Regions from separate parts of the Rattus norvegicus genome. Here region 1 is linked to region 2. Evidence: chromatin contacts called from public Hi-C data. All regions are on one chromosome and are shown on one strand. Each heading gives the region's core, a stretch centred on a gene start, on an enhancer-like site or on the middle of the called end of the contact. The rest is flanking DNA. Distances are from core to core; before and after follow the strand shown.

What was found. A called contact is a pair of places that touch in the nucleus more often than the background predicts.
Region 1: a contact with region 2 is called in a Hi-C map of psoas muscle, with 2.2 times the contacts expected there. The contact joins two enhancer-like sites. A contact is called at or near these places in 5 of 12 Hi-C or Micro-C datasets (the Rat2 cell line, Schwann cells, frontal cortex and 2 more) and 1 of 1 datasets of contacts at active chromatin or transcription factors (oligodendrocytes).

What each region holds. Positions count from the first base shown.
Region 1 is chr7:70,154,720-70,159,197 of GRCr8, forward strand. No RefSeq gene overlaps it. Among named protein-coding and RNA genes, the nearest start is that of Zfp706, 98 kb to the left of the region's middle. Within about 2 kb of position 1,787, at least 57 of the 93 cell types and tissues checked have an H3K27ac peak or open chromatin away from gene starts, as enhancers often do.
Region 2 is chr7:69,833,969-69,838,680 of GRCr8, forward strand. The region is part of intron 2 of Ywhaz (tyrosine 3-monooxygenase/tryptophan 5-monooxygenase activation protein, zeta); the gene reads right to left. Among named protein-coding and RNA genes, the nearest start is that of Ywhaz, 12 kb to the right of the region's middle. Within about 2 kb of position 1,398, at least 19 of the 93 cell types and tissues checked have an H3K27ac peak or open chromatin away from gene starts, as enhancers often do.

The DNA.
Region 1 (4,478 bases), core at 537-3,036, 320 kb after region 2:
ATAGACTAGCTAGCCTCTTCCACTGTGCTGCACTTAAAAACAAATGCGGAGCTTCTGGGTTGCTGTGCAGTAACGGGCTGTTCCAGCAGGGGGAGCACGACCTACCTGACTGTCCGTACGCGTGTCTCTAACCCAGTCAGGCCAATCCCGAAGCCTTACCAGACACGGCATTTCCCTGTGCCTGCCCCTTCCAGTCCGGCAGTTGGACTTCTTACTTTTGAGTCAAGTACCCCAGCAGCAGAGGTCTTCAACTGACAAAATGAGTCTTAACACTTGGATCTGGTCCAAGTAGACACACAGCCAACATAATTGAAGCAGAATAGACAACGTCCGTCTCCTGTAAAGACGATAATCGCCCAGCTAGTTATGAATGGGCGCTCACAGTTTTAAGGAATTTCCATATGCACAAGAGAGCTACATATTTTCTGCTTTTTAGCCAAAAGGCTCCCAGATGCCTCCCCTCAAATGAATGGCCAGCGATAGATTTCCTGGAGCACAGTATCTGTTGTCAGCTATTCATTCACGAAGATCTTCAGAGAGGGCACAGCTGTGAGGTGGTTGTGAGCCTGGATGTCTGGTAGGTTTTCCCTCCCCTGTGCTAGGCTCAAAATGGGCCGTAAAGATGTCCTACCTTCTAAGCCCACGAAGGCAGCTCTGAGTCACTGAGTCAAATTGAGTTTGCAGATGGAATTTGGTTAAGGATGCTGCAACAAAGTGCTTATCTCACGTTGCCTGGACATACACAATGTGACCACAAGGGCCCTTATAACTGGGATGGAGGAGACCAGGATGGCTAGTGGGAGAGGCAAGAATCAGAAGCAGTGGGCAGCCTCTGGAAGTTAGCACAGACAGGGAACAGGTTGTCCAGTTGGCGCTTTGACATTAGCCCCAGAGCTGGCTATGGAGAGCAGCAAAAGAGGGCTGGTGGTGGTGCCACACCCTGGCTTTCTCTTGAGGACTCCTTCTCTTTTAACGTTTCTGTGACCAGATAGAGTGGAAGAGAACTGTGGATTTGGGGACCAGGACAAATGAGGGGGAGGTGGCACTATGAAGTGTTCTCCTAGGGGCTGCAGAGATGGCTCAGTGGTTGAGTGCTTTCACAGAGGACCCATGTCTGGGCCCCCAAACCAGCTCACAACTACCCGTAGCTCCAGGGCCAGGGGATCCACTCTCCTCTACTGGCCTCAGGGGGACCCTTCATCACCCCTTGAAAGACACACATGCATGCATACAGTAGAATAAATCTTAAATGGAAAGGGCTCTTTTATTGGAGTCGCCTATCCTTGGTCTGCCAAGTTAACCTCTCTAGGCAGTTTTGAGTCTGGGGCAGATGGGTGTGGCCAGCCACCTTTTCCTGGTCAGCATCCTAGAAACAGGGTGTCTGTAGCTGGGAAGGACACAGAGATCCTTCAGACAGTTCAGTCCATCTGTCATCACGTCCATCTGACACTGGCACTGAGGGTCATGTCCCCCGAAGAAAACAGGCAGAATGCAGGAATGCCCGGACACGGGCCTGGAATCCCTCCGGCTTCAAGGCCACACGAGTGCTCTTTCCTGTCTCAGGGACCAGGGCTCCTTGTCCCTCTAGGACTCTGGATAAATAAGCAGGGTGTGCAGGTCCAAGGAGGAAGCATGGGCTGACATCAGTTCTAAGTCTGAGGCCTTGGATGAGTCTGTCTGCTAACAAAGCCCGCGTTCCCATCTCTGAGTGATGTTGGGATAGCTCCCTAACCAGGCCTTGGGAATGAATCCAAAGAGGGAACGAGTAAGATGACTCAGCAACCAGAGAGTGGCAGACATTTCTAGCTGCTGACCGAGCTCTGCTACCCAGTTTATAGGACTGCAGTAGCAGCAGTGCTGGGACACTTTGCTCTGAGATCACTGACAAGGAGCATGCTGTCCTGTCTAGCTACTCAGTCAATGCCCCCCCCCGGGGGGGGCTGAACAGAAACTCAAATCCCTCCGAACCCAGACCTTCAAAACCAGTTAACCAGGCATGAGAGTGGACTAAATTCGCCTACATGATTCCAATGTATGACTGAAGTCATACATTCAGGCCTCTGTGTATTATGTCACTTCCCCTAAATGCTTGCCCACCTGCCCCTTGAAAGCCTCCTGATTAGCTAGGTGGTGGTGGCGCACACATTTAATCCCAGCACTCTGTAGGCAGAGGTAGGCAAATCTCTGAGTTTGAGGCCAGTCCAGGATAGGACTACACAGAGAATCTTGGTTTCTAAAAACAAAACTAACAAACTAACAAAAAGCCTGCTTATTTTCAATGAGCATTTGAGGACAGCAAGTCGTCCAGAGCGTTTTGCTGTTGTAGTTGTTGTTGTTTAGCTGAGCCATTGGAAAACTCTTGTACGTGTGTAGACTTAACTGTCTGCTTCATCCTACCACTACCCCTAGTCCTTAGAATCAGGCCTGAGCCATGGAAAGCCCTGAGCTGTTGCAGACAACCGGCTACATAGCTAGACAGTTTGTACATTTCACACTCACAGGCTTGTGGTGAATGAATAACGTTTGAAAGATTTCAGAGAGAAGGAGGGTTTATCAATGCAGACTCCAGGCTTTGAGAGAAAAGCCCGCTGTTAGGGGGTTGGGAAAGTCCCTAAAATTACCTTCAAGTTGAGACCGGTCCACAGCGCCATCTGCTGGGCAACTGTAAACTAGGTTTAGCCTAAATTTCCCTCAAGGGCTAAATCCACAGATTAGCTGGAAAGAGAGACTGGTCAGAGGCATGCCTGACACACCCAGCTGCTTGAAGTACACCATTGTGTATGTGCAGTGTGTGTGTGTGTGTGTGTGTGTGTGTGTGTGTGTGTGTGTGTGTGTGTGTGTGTGTGTTTCTTAGTTTATGAATTAGGAAATTCAGACTTGGGAGTTTACAATGATTAACTCAAATGCCAATAAAATTAGAACGAGCTTTAAATCTAGGCCTTTAAAGTGGAGAACCCATCCATTTCCTCTGTGATGAGAATCGATAACCACATGACCCAGAGAAGCAGCAAATAACAAGGGGTCTCATAGCTGGGGAACAGAGTAGTGTAGTGATAAATCTGACCGATCTAGCATGCAGTTTATAAAAATTGTAACTGAGTTGTGTGTTTTTACATGGACTTATTGAGGTTGGAGATTTACTGCAATATCCGTGCGTACTTAAGAGCATTTAAACAATTACCATTATACTACCTTCTATCCTTAAAACCAATTAAAGCAAATTTCATTCATCTCTTTATCTGGTTGTAGGAGACAGGCAACTTCCACCATTTGTCTCTGACTGACTTTCAAGTAGCCTGTCTCTTTGCAAAGCAGGGGCTCCTAGTACCTCTGAGCCCAAACTCTCTGTACTAGTTCTAAACCCACAGGAAGAAATCCCCACTTGGGATTTCTTGGGCAAAATCTGTAGCCTACTAAGAAGCCAATTCTTCCCAACTCTTCATCTAAGTCATGGTGTGTGTTCTCCATCTGAGAATCTCTAAGTAATTTTCAACAGTGGGTATGTGCCTTCCATTTTGCATACCATCTGTTGTGGTAAATTATTAAAGAGTCTTCTCTATGCTTGGGGGGGGGGTGATCACACGTTCACAGCACCTACTCCAGAGGCTCTGGATCTTGGACAGGGGAAACACACACACACACACACACACACACACACACACACCTTTAATATTTTAATATGTCTTGGCTAACTCAATGGATAGGTCACTCTTGTACTTCTGTGTGGCTAACACACTCCCCTCCAACGTTCCAGAGTTAATACTTGCTAAATCTTTATTTCATCTCTGCTACCCCAGACCCAATAGGGGGAGTGGCCCCTAGAGCCACTTTCCCTGATTCTAACTTGTCGGTGGGCTCTCCCTCCTGCACCTTTCCCCATATGGTCCATCTTCTTTGCCCTCCTCTAGGTGGAATTCCTCTTCCTGTTTCTGCATTTCTTTCCCAGGAATCCTAAAAGCCCCACCTCTATCCCCCTGCCCAGCCATTGGCCACTGCTTCTTTATTGACAAGTCAAAAAACCAACTGTTGGCAGGACCTGCAGTGGAAATGTGAATTCCCACGTAAGCACAAATCAAATCCCCAACAGTTTCTTGCAGGGCTGAAAATTTGGCTGTTTGCACTGTAGACAACCCTGCTTTCTAGCAATGGCGAAGAAATGGTATTGCTTGTAAATCGGTTCTTCTGGTTAGGTGGACAGGGAGTGGCATTAATGATGAACGATATCCAGGAAGGTTCACAGCAAGGATCTCAGTCCGTAGCACTACCAGCATGCGCCTGGACCATTCTTCGGTAACTCAGGAAACCGTCATCTTGTAGCTTGTTACTCGGCATCAGCAGAAGGCCAGTGACCCAGACAAGGAGCAACATCTCAATTTGAGCTTCTGGGAATTGAAACTCTAAACAATTTGAAATTTATTTTAAACGCACCCATAATGTGTTTATGTAGATGTGGGCTGTTTTGAGCAAATCAAATGTTA
Region 2 (4,712 bases), core at 148-2,647:
TTTCACTGCAACATTAACTTCAGTTTGCTTTCCATTTTAATCCCAGAAGTGTCCCCAATATGCTAAGTGGTCCCCAATATGCTAAGTGTTCCCCAATCTATCATCAACCTTCAGATTTCCTAGATATTTGAGAGTACATTTCCTCCTCTGACTTTAAGAAAGCCTGAAGTATCTAACTAAGAATTACAAAAGTAAACCAAATCAAAGGACAGTGTACCAGGAAACGGGGGAAAGACCAAAACCATGAAAAGCAGATGGAAAAGCTGCCCAACTAAAGGACAGTGATTCAAGGGTGTAAGGGAACAGAATTCTGGAACCATCTGATAAGAACAGTGGTCCAATGTCGTATTTAAGAAAAACCTGTAAGTAAACAATTTGGTTGGATTCCCGGTTAAAACCATAAAAACAGGCTGGAGAGATGGCACAGTACCTAAGAATGCTGGCCGCTCTTCCAGACTGCCAAGGCTCCCCATAGGGCAGTTCTCATCCATCTGTAACTCCAGTCCCCAGGGGATCTAGTACCTTCCTTTGGCCTCCAAGGGCACCAGGCACCCACTCAGTGAACGGACACACACTTGGACAAAACACGAATATACTTAAAAAATTTAAGAGCAGGTAAGATGGTTAAAGGCCTTGTGCCAAGACTGGTGACATGATTTTAATGCTTAAGACCCCCCACCCCAAGAAGGAAAACTGACTCCAGTAAAGAAGTGTCCTGTGGTTTAGGTGCAAATGTATTTCAAATTCCAGAGGCAGCACAGAAGCAGTGATGCATGAGTAAACATGGGGAGACAGCTCTCGCTTTCTACACTTAGAACAAGCACTGCATCAATTGCAGGAGGGTAACAGATTGGTGCTTGTGCCTATAGCCCTAGCACTTGGGAGGAAGACTGCGCCAAGTGTGAGACTGGCCTGAGCTTTGGCATGAATTGTACCCTATTTCAAAAAACAGAGATCTGGGCATAAGTGCCAACACTTGGGAGGTAGAGACAGGACTACAACTTCAAATCCAGTGTGCACTATCCAAGACTAGTCATACACACAGCTACATGCACCCTCACAATGATCCTAAAACTAATGAACTAAACTCTGAAAATGCAGCTCAACTGTAATGTGACTCCAAAACCCACTCCTCTACTTTAGTGTATCGCCACATCACTCAATGACACCAAAACACCCCCAGAGAGGAGGACATGGTGCACATTCCTAGTCTTGGGCAATTCTTTCCCACGTAAAGTTTCCCCAGTACTTTATTCTGTAGACCTACAGAATTTACCATCATTTCTAGTTCTCTTAAAATATATAACAGAAAGCTAAGCCATGAATTTAACAGGCTTGCTGCTTCTGAGTTTAGTCTCTTACTCCCCCTTGTGGCTGAAGGGGCACTTGTTCCCAAATTGTAACCAGGGTTGCTCCAAACTAACCAATTAGTGAAGTGCTCACAAAACATGCTAATGATGCTTCCTATGGCAACACTGAGTGTTGTGTGTGAGGTCACATGGACACAGCTACCTTTAAAGGGCGGATGTGAGGATATGGAGAGTGATGAGGGTGATCACCTCCAATGCAGTCCCAGCAATAAGCACATGGCAGACCTTTATTTAATGTCTTAAAACCAACAAGAGAGCTGATACATTAATAATCCCTTGGGCTGCACCCTAAAATACCATAAATGGCAGTCTATGCCAAAAATTTAATAAGCAAACCATCTTTACAAAATTTAATGCTTGATGGAATGCATTTTTTGCTTTGACCAGTTGGGAGAGGGGAGACAGCACAGCATTGCCATCATCTGTTCAGGAAGGCATTACCCCTGTAACTCGGGGAAAACAGAATGGGGAGGAACTACTGTTTAACAACCCTGGGGGAGCTTTGCACTTAGGTAGGATTTCTATTTAAGGCCAGCCTGGGCTACAGAATGAGAGCCTGCCTCAAAATAACTAACCAACCATCAGGCAAATGCCACACCCAAACTGTAACTGCTAATCAATATAGATAACAATCAGGCACCAATTCACCAGTTGTTGACAAATCCCTGACACCCCTGAGCATGTTTTTTCCCTCTCCCCAGGACCCTTTTGCAAGCAGCATAACCTTGGGCCTCACAAACAAGGTCCCATTACCAAGCTTCCATTATGGACCTGTGTGTGCAGACAGGGAAGAGGTCAACTTTAGCTGTCTTCCACCTTCCTTCTTTTACCTCCCTCCCTCCCTCCTTCTTTCTGGAACAGGGTCTGTCATTAGACCTGGACCCCAGTACAGCGAGGCAGAAATCTGTGGGTCTGCCTCCCCAGGAGAGGACTATAGTTCAGTAAGAGCTGGGCATCTGAACTCGGGGCTTCCTGCTCACACAGTACATGTTTTATCAACTGAGTCAACTCTCCAGCACCCTTTAAATGTGAGTCTCAGTTTCTTTTACAGTTTCATTTTCAGAGCCAAGGTTTTATCTTATATATGACCTCAAATTTGTTATTTCCTGCTTGAGGTACTGGATTACAGGAGCATGGCACCTAAGATTTGGCCTTCAACAGTCTCTTTGGCCTAGGCTCTAGCCTTGAAACTAGCTACATGACACAGGGAGTTCAACTTGTGGCCCTTCAACCATCACCCAGAAGCGGCATGCTGGGATTACAGTCGAACACCACTATGCCCTTTACACTGCCTAAGGATGGAACCCAGGTGCATCCCCTTCATCAAATGAGCCACACACACCCCAGCCCAACCCTTTAACAGTGTTTGTAACCTGCGCACATTATAGATCTTGTAAATTCCCTGTGAGCCCCCTCTATTTGTGTACAGTCATTTCCCTCTCCAGTTGAGACTTACAAGGAGAGGCTTTTTATATCTACTCTTCTATGACACAGGGTTTACAAAAAATGGGCAGCCAGCCAGTCAATAAATATTAACTACAGGGCCGTGAAGTCTGCAAACCTGCCCTTAACCATAAAAATCCGTACAGAAACTAACATAGAAGCTAGGCATGCAAGGCTTCTCATTATCTTTGTGATATGACTGAAGAAACAGTCTGAAGACAATGCTCTCAGACAAGAGCTAAGGGTAACTGAAAGGAAAGCCATTACCGAAAAGAACATGGTTCTGGTTAAGTACATGAAATTAAATGTAAAGTTGCTTACACTGTCAAAACAATTGGCCTCTGGGATCTAAGCTCGTCACTTTAAACTGAGCAACAATTTTTAATTAGCTTTAAATTTATTTTGTATAAAGATATTCTGCCTGCATGTATGTATGCTTGGTGCCAGCAGAGACCAGGAAAAGGTGTCAGATCTCCTAGGACTGGAATTACAGACAATTCTGAGTTACCACGGCAATAGGAATGAAACTGGAGTCCTTCTGAAGATCAGCCAATGATCTAAGTGGCTCTTAATTGCTGAGCAACCTCCCGGCTTAAAAAGCAGTTTTATTTAAAAACATCCTGAGGAGCTCATCAACACCTGTCCCTCCCTCACCCCCAGGTTCTGACCATTTCCCCAAAGTCTACCTCCAGCTACTTGCAGGCCTTAGTGGAAGGGAATCATTGAAAGTAAGGACTCAGAAGTCCTTAGGTCAGAGATGAGAGCTGTGAACCTTCCATCAGGGACAATACCAGCTTAAGCCAAAGGCTTTGTGGGATCTGGGCAAAGACAAGCAAATAGGCAGAATGAAAAGTTTTATGAAGATAACTGTAAGAAACATTTAGGGCTGGAGAGATGGCTCAGTGGTTAAGAGCACTGACTGCTCTTCAGAGGTCCTGAGTTCAAATCCCAGCAACCACATGGTGGCTCACAACCATCTTTAATGAGCTCTGGAATTCCCTCTTTTGGTGTGTCTGAAGACAGTAACAGGGTACTTATACATAATAAATCTTAAAAGAAAAAAATGTTATTTAACAGTATAGAGAAAAGACCAAGCCAGACACAGCACTAAAAGAATCTTTTCACGGCTCAGTGGTTAAGAGCACTGGCTTGTTTTTACAGAGAACCCGGCTTCTAGTCCCCCAGTGTCCTCATGGTAGCTCATGCAACTGGAGTCCCAGGGATCCAATATCCTCATCTGGCTTCTTTTGGCCCCAGACAAATGTGGTGCAGGCAGGCTGGCAGGCTATTACACATACAAAATACTGTCTTTTAAAAAAAAAAAAAAAAGGGGGGGATATTATAATTTGTTTTTGTCCATTAAGACAGAGCTAGGTGTAGTGTATCACATGCCTAGATATCTACAAATTCTGAGGTCAGTCAGGGATACAGCCAGACCTTGTCTGAAACAACAAAATCCTCTGAGGGTCTACTAGATGGTCAGAGGGACAAATGTCCTGGGGACAAGCCTCATCATGGGGCTTTCAAAGGTTCGGGAAGCTTCCCCACTTGTCCCGACACACACACACACACACACACACACACACCCCAAATTTACCCTTAATAAGGTATAACTAGGTACCACCTGGAAACGCACTGTACACAACAATGTAAATGAATAAAATAGTAGAAATAGTAAACAGGCAGCACCCAAGGTAATAGAAGTTTGCACAAGAGGATCAGAAGCAGCTATTTCAAGAAAACAGTTTCTGGCCTTAGCAGAGGCAGCTATTCTAAGACCCTACAAACATGAGCTCCCTCCATTTAAAATTGCCACAGTACTGGAGGCTATGGGGACTAAGAGGAAGACACAGTAGGGAGTCCCAAGCATCCCGGACAAGCCTAAGCAGCTTACTAGAA